2 separate regions of the Gasterosteus aculeatus genome follow, and region 2 is linked to region 1. The links are chromatin contacts, called in public Hi-C maps. All regions are on one chromosome and are shown on one strand. Each heading gives the region's core, a stretch centred on a gene start, on an enhancer-like site or on the middle of the called end of the contact. The rest is flanking DNA. Distances are from core to core; before and after follow the strand shown. Region 1 overlaps pleca (plectin a). Region 2 holds the start of pleca (plectin a).

What was found. Hi-C and Micro-C count contacts between places; a contact is called where the count stands out from the background.
Region 2: a Hi-C map of whole body shows a contact between it and region 1, with 5 times the contacts expected there. The contact joins the promoter of pleca here to the enhancer-like site in region 1. A contact is called at or near these places in 4 of 6 Hi-C or Micro-C datasets (skeletal muscle, tail fin and whole body).

What each region holds. Positions count from the first base shown.
Region 1 is chr10:4,646,790-4,649,667 of fGasAcu3.hap1.1, reverse strand. It overlaps pleca (plectin a), which reads left to right. Exons shown (of 36, transcript XM_040188222.2): 15 at 398-491; 16 at 572-726; 17 at 1,358-1,700; 18 at 2,077-2,154; 19 at 2,361-2,522; 20 at 2,621-2,725; 21 at 2,834-2,878. Among protein-coding and RNA genes, the nearest start is that of LOC120826179, 21 kb to the right of the region's middle. Within about 2 kb of position 1,532, at least 1 of the 9 cell types and tissues checked has open chromatin away from gene starts, as enhancers often do.
Region 2 is chr10:4,707,967-4,710,712 of fGasAcu3.hap1.1, reverse strand. It overlaps pleca (plectin a), which reads left to right and starts at 1,391. Exons shown (of 36, transcript XM_040188222.2): 1 at 1,391-1,694; 2 at 2,281-2,318. The coding sequence starts at 1,535.

The DNA.
Region 1 (2,878 bases), core at 283-2,782:
AACACATGACAACTGTGTCTAAGCCAGGGCAACAATCTCTCACAAATAATATGGTCACATGATACTCATACGCTTGCCTTTAATCACAAGGCTACCAGAGAGTTGTTTTTACAATTGGTTGTTCCACGACTAGAGAGAGCTGTGGAGAGTTTTATAAAACTTTGACTTTAGTGGACACACAGGGTCCTAACATGGCGTTCATGCATCATGGATATGATTTTAAGTTTTTATTCCGCCAGAAAACTGAGTGAGTGCTTTTTTCTTTTGTCTAACTTCAATTTGTTAACAGAATTTTAATTAATGACATCAGAAGAGACGCTAGAAAGCACCGCGGAGGCCGTTAGTCTACCTCATTTAGTGCCTTTTCACTTTTGACCTCCCTCCTCTCCCTCTGCAGGCTGGAGCGACTTCAGCGGGTCGTCAGTAAGGTCCAGATGGAGTCGGGTGTGTGTGAGGAGCAGCTCAACCAGGTGGAGACTCTGCTGCAGACGGTAAGACCCAAACACCCCCTCCACCAGGAAGCATTGGCTCCTCCTGCAGCGCTGTAACTACGCTTGTCCCCGCGCTGCAGGACGTGAGGATGCTGAGCTCAGGGAGACCTGCTCAGCACACGGCAGAGATGGATGCAGATCTGGACAAAGCAGAAGGAATGATCCGCTTCCTCTTCAATGATGTTCAATTGCTTAAAGATGGACGCCACCTTCAGGCTGAACAGATGTATCGCAGGTGCAAAAATCTAACTTTAAACATTTAAGATGGCTACATTAAAAAGTATCTTCATTTAGAAATAATCTGCTCATTTCTCTTTTTAATTAACCAGGAATCTGCCTTTATACGCAAATGTGTGTTTTGCACTTTTTTTTTTGCACTAGTGTTTTTTGCACACTACTTTTTTGATACGCTTTTGGTTACAAGCCTTAAATAACGTCTGTGATAAAAGACACAAAACGGATTTTATTCTTTATATTAAATGTATGAATAAATATCATGTCTTTACTTTTGTATGACTTACGGTTGCTAACAAGTGGCTAAATTATACTACAAAAATGTTGGTCATAAAACATTTCGATTTTTGTAAACGAAACCAGTGTGACGAGTCATTCTGTGGTTGGCCTACAAAAAAACATCCTCCCTCGAATACTCGTAGTTGTTTATTTGATAAAACGTCACTGTAGAGAAAGTTGCAGAACTAGTAGTCAAATAAAATACACCAAATACCAACCTTAAAGTTGAGAAGCTTGACTTAGTGAGCATTTTGTATTTTTCTGGATGTAAAATGAAGCAATTATAAAATATTCTAGATGTTCTTTCTGTTGATCGACTAGTTACTGAATTCATTGCCATCGTGTATTCTCAGAGTGTACCGGCTCCACGAGAGGCTGGTGAACCTCCGCAGCGAGTACAACCTGCGCCTCAAGTCCGGTGTGACCACCACCCAGATCCCCATGACTCAGGTCCACACCGCCCAGGTCACCACCCTGCAGCAGGCCCCCATGAGGGTGCGGCCTGAGCTGGATGAGGTCACCATGCGTTACATCCAAGACTTGCTGGGCTGGGTGGAGGAAAACCAGCGGCGGGTGGATGACGGCGAGTGGGGCTCCGACCTGCCCACCATCGAGTCCCAGCTGGGCAGCCACCGTGGCCTGCACCAGTGTGTGGAGGAGTTCCGCTCCAAGATCGAGAGGGCAAAGGCGGATGAGGTACTGACTAGTGGGATGGAGTCAGGTTATTGGGTGTAGCACACATGGATGGTTGAAGACCTCTGAATCACCGCTAACATCTCAGATGAATCCGTGAAGTCAAATGAAATGTTATTCAACTCAAATCTTCAAGCTTGTGTTATTGATCATGATAACGGATTTTTAAGTCAAAATTTATTTTTGAGGATTTTGGTGTCTGAGCTGGTTTGCATAATCTACAGTAATTGTGCTATTGTGAACTTATAATACTTATAATATCCACTATCTTTCAAAGATGTGATCTCTCGTCGGAATATAATTCATTTTGTATTATTCTTCACCATTAAGGGTTTGCTGACCTGTTTTGCATGTTTCTTATTGCCTCTTCCTACTGCAGAGTCAGATCTCACCTGTCAGTAAAGCTGCCTATCGTGAGTATTTGGGAAAACTGGAGCTGCAGTACAGCAAGCTCATGGTAAGCAAAAAATACACAAAAACAGAACCTGTGTCTTTCAACTTAAGCACTTAGTAGGGACAAGGCTGTTACAACATTAACCTCGTGGAGGTTCAATAAAGTCCAAACAGCACACATATACATATATATATATATAATATAGGCTGTCACTTTTTAGTGATCCAACCCTCAAAGGAACAATCATGTGGTCACATGTTCACTTACAGAACGCCTCTAAGGCCCGTCTGCACTACCTGGACCAGCTCCACGCCTTCGTCATTGCAGCCACCAAAGAGCTGATGTGGCTCAACGACAAAGAGGAGGAGGAGGTCAACTGCGACTGGAGTGAACGAAACACCAACATGACAGCCAAGAAAGACAACTACTCGGTAGAGTGACGATGCGCTGCGCTGTTCTAACAAAGTGTACCGGCAGTGCTTTCCCATGACCATGAATGTGACGCAATTGTGTCGTTGGTTCCGATCAGGGTTTGATGAGAGATCTGGAGCACAGGGAGAAGAAGATGAACGATGTCCAGGCTACAGGAGACAAACTGCTGAGGGACGGTCACCCCGCCAAGAAGACTGTTGAGGTACGACGATTTAGGATGGAGAAGGAATCGCCACTACACACCATATCCAAATGTAGAAGTCTTAAATGAGTGATTACCCTCCTCATCAAACTGTTGTGCCCCACTCAGGCCTTCACTGCAGCTCTGCAGACTCAGTGGAGTTGGATCCTCCAG
Region 2 (2,746 bases), core at 142-2,641, 61 kb before region 1:
GCCTTAATAAACTTTTTTGAAGCTAAACCCCCACTGTGAACAGGTCGTAGAATCTGTCAATCACAACGTAGCCCCGCCCTAAAGCACACCTTTCTTTATCGTTTATTGGACAGTAAATGGACCTTCATTTACATAATACTGCATTTAAACGGTATTTCATTTTGACACCAAAAGGCTCTAACCTCTATTCAAATGGCTTCAATGAGATGCAGATGGCATTACTGGATATTATTATTGTTTGTTATTGAATGTTTTTTTTTATCATATTAGCAACTATTGTTATTTAACACAGCTTGTCTTCTGCAGAATAATATATTATTTATATATTATTAGTATTGATTGACTGGACACTCTCCTCATCTCAACTTTAAGTGTTGCTTTCTAAACGATTCAACCAAACTTTGGGTTATCCATCATTCCGGCTGTTAGCATTTTGGTGCCTCTTTGGAGGGATTTTTTTCCCTTCCTTTCTTCATATTCGACCACTGGATGGCGCCCTTGGTTCATTTTAGTCTCCTGTCGTTTGCACAGAGTTAAAGGCATTTCGGATTTCAGGCTCAGACGGTTTGAAAGGCTTTGGCTCTCTCTGATCATCCCACGTGAGGCTGTAATCATTTGTTGATTTGTTGAAGAAAAACATGCTGTTTGCATGGAGATCAAATTGGAACGACGAATCAAGCATCGATCCCCAACTTGATTTTTTTAGGCGTGTTGTCAGTTATAATCAGTTGTTTCTGGTCGTCCATCAAATGCTCAGCCCCACCTTATCTCAAAATATTGAATGATGTTGCAGTGTAAATATTTGTGTCCATGTACTAGAACAGGCTGTTGGGCGTTTGGAACAGGTTCGGTATGTTTATAGAGAACATTCTGTGCAACAACGAACGGGCCTCACAGGAAAAATTATCAAAGATCATACATCGCACAAACGCACAATAAGATAAGTAGATATTATTAAAAGGGGAACAGCACAAAAAGTTTTACCTTTTCATTACACACCTTGTGAGCTTGTGAGAAAGGTATCTGAGATCAGAGAATGCAGCCTGTAAAACTAAGTTATAATTAGTTCAGCTAAATTAAAGTCTGCACTCTTTGTGTTCGGGAGACAATATGCACCTCTGTCATCACAGGACACTTTTTTGGCAATTGTTCAGGTAAAGTGAGTGAGTGAGGGTGAGTCTCCCTCCGGCATAAAGGCCTCTGATGTTGAGCCGGGGGGGGGGGGGGCAGGAGTGGCTGACAGTTAAGCCTGCTGCTGTTAACCCCTTGCTACTCCTCAAGGATCCGCACACACTTTTACAGGACTCAAGTTTTAACACAACAGGCGCGCGCACACACACACACACACACACACACAAACACCAGCTACCGCACACAACCCTCCAGCGCTGACGTGGGCTTGAGGTCGGTCTCCGTTTTGGAACAGCTGGTTTCCATCTGTGGTTCCCGTTGCTCTGGCTGCTGCTGCTGCTGCTTCCTGCTGCCCTTCACCAGTCGCCGCTCTGTGAATCGGAAGGAGAGCACAGCCTCCGCCATGGACGTCCTGACAGCCTGGGCCGTCACCAACCCGGCGGTGGCCCGGCTCCTCTGGGTGCTGGTTCTGGTGCTGGCCACCCTTCTGGTCTGGCTCTTCTTCTTCTGCTGCTACAGTTGGAACCAGACATCCTCGCCCTCCCTGGAGCGGTACCTGGCAGGTAGGTCCCCCCCCACGCCCCTCCTTACCCCTCCCCCACCGCTTCAAACCTCTCTGGCGTTTTACCTTCAGCTCAGGCTCTGTTTCACAAGGAGGAACTCTCTCTCTCTCTCTCTCTCTCTCTGTATTCCACAAGTCCGGTAATTGTAAATTGCTAGTGTTTCCTTTCCAAACCTGCAGAGTGCACATTTTCCATATATATTTTTCCCAGCTTGCGTTGGCTCTGCATTCGTTCTGAAGCTTGAATGTTCCTTTACCCATGTGAGAGAACACAAAGGGTCTTTCATACTGTTCAGTGCAATAAAACATCTTTATTTTTAGGCCATCTCATGCATAGTTTCTGCAGGAGCTGGAAATTACACGCTGTACACAGAACTTCAGAATGTGAGCCTCATGTTACGTCACGTGTGCTGCATGACGAAGTGACATGGTGTCATTGCAGGGTCCCGGCAGGAAACGTGGATATTTGATTCTGTCACCTCTACTGCACTACACACATTTTTAAAGCAACGCCCTTTATTCCACATCACACTTTTCCCCAATACCAATACTATCAAAAGTAACAAACTGTGTTTTTTTTCATACAGTGATGGCAAAGCATTCCAAATCTAAAGCGCCGGCCCAGGTGAGAAATTCCCATGAGAACAACTGTTTTAAAGAGCTCCCTCGCTTGCACTCAAGGTGTTAGCACCTCATGCCCCACATTCCTGTATGACAACTTTCAAGTCCTGTTAAGTACAGCCTGCGCTCATCCTCTCATCCATCAGCAGCTTGTAACGCCCACTTTGGACCCCAGAAGTCCTCGTTCACCTGCAGTTTAAGGGAACACACGAGACCTGCAAGCTTCATTATTCCTCCTGCTTAATCATTCTATTTCAATGGTGTCACATTATTGTATGTTTTTGCAAATGTGGGAATGCAATATGACGCTTTAATCATATGTGAATTTGAGACCTTTTCGAGAGGTGGAGTTGAACTAGATTGGTGTTGCTTTGAAAACAGATGCAACATTATTCAGTTTGCTATGAACCTGCCTGCAGGCTTCAGGCACAA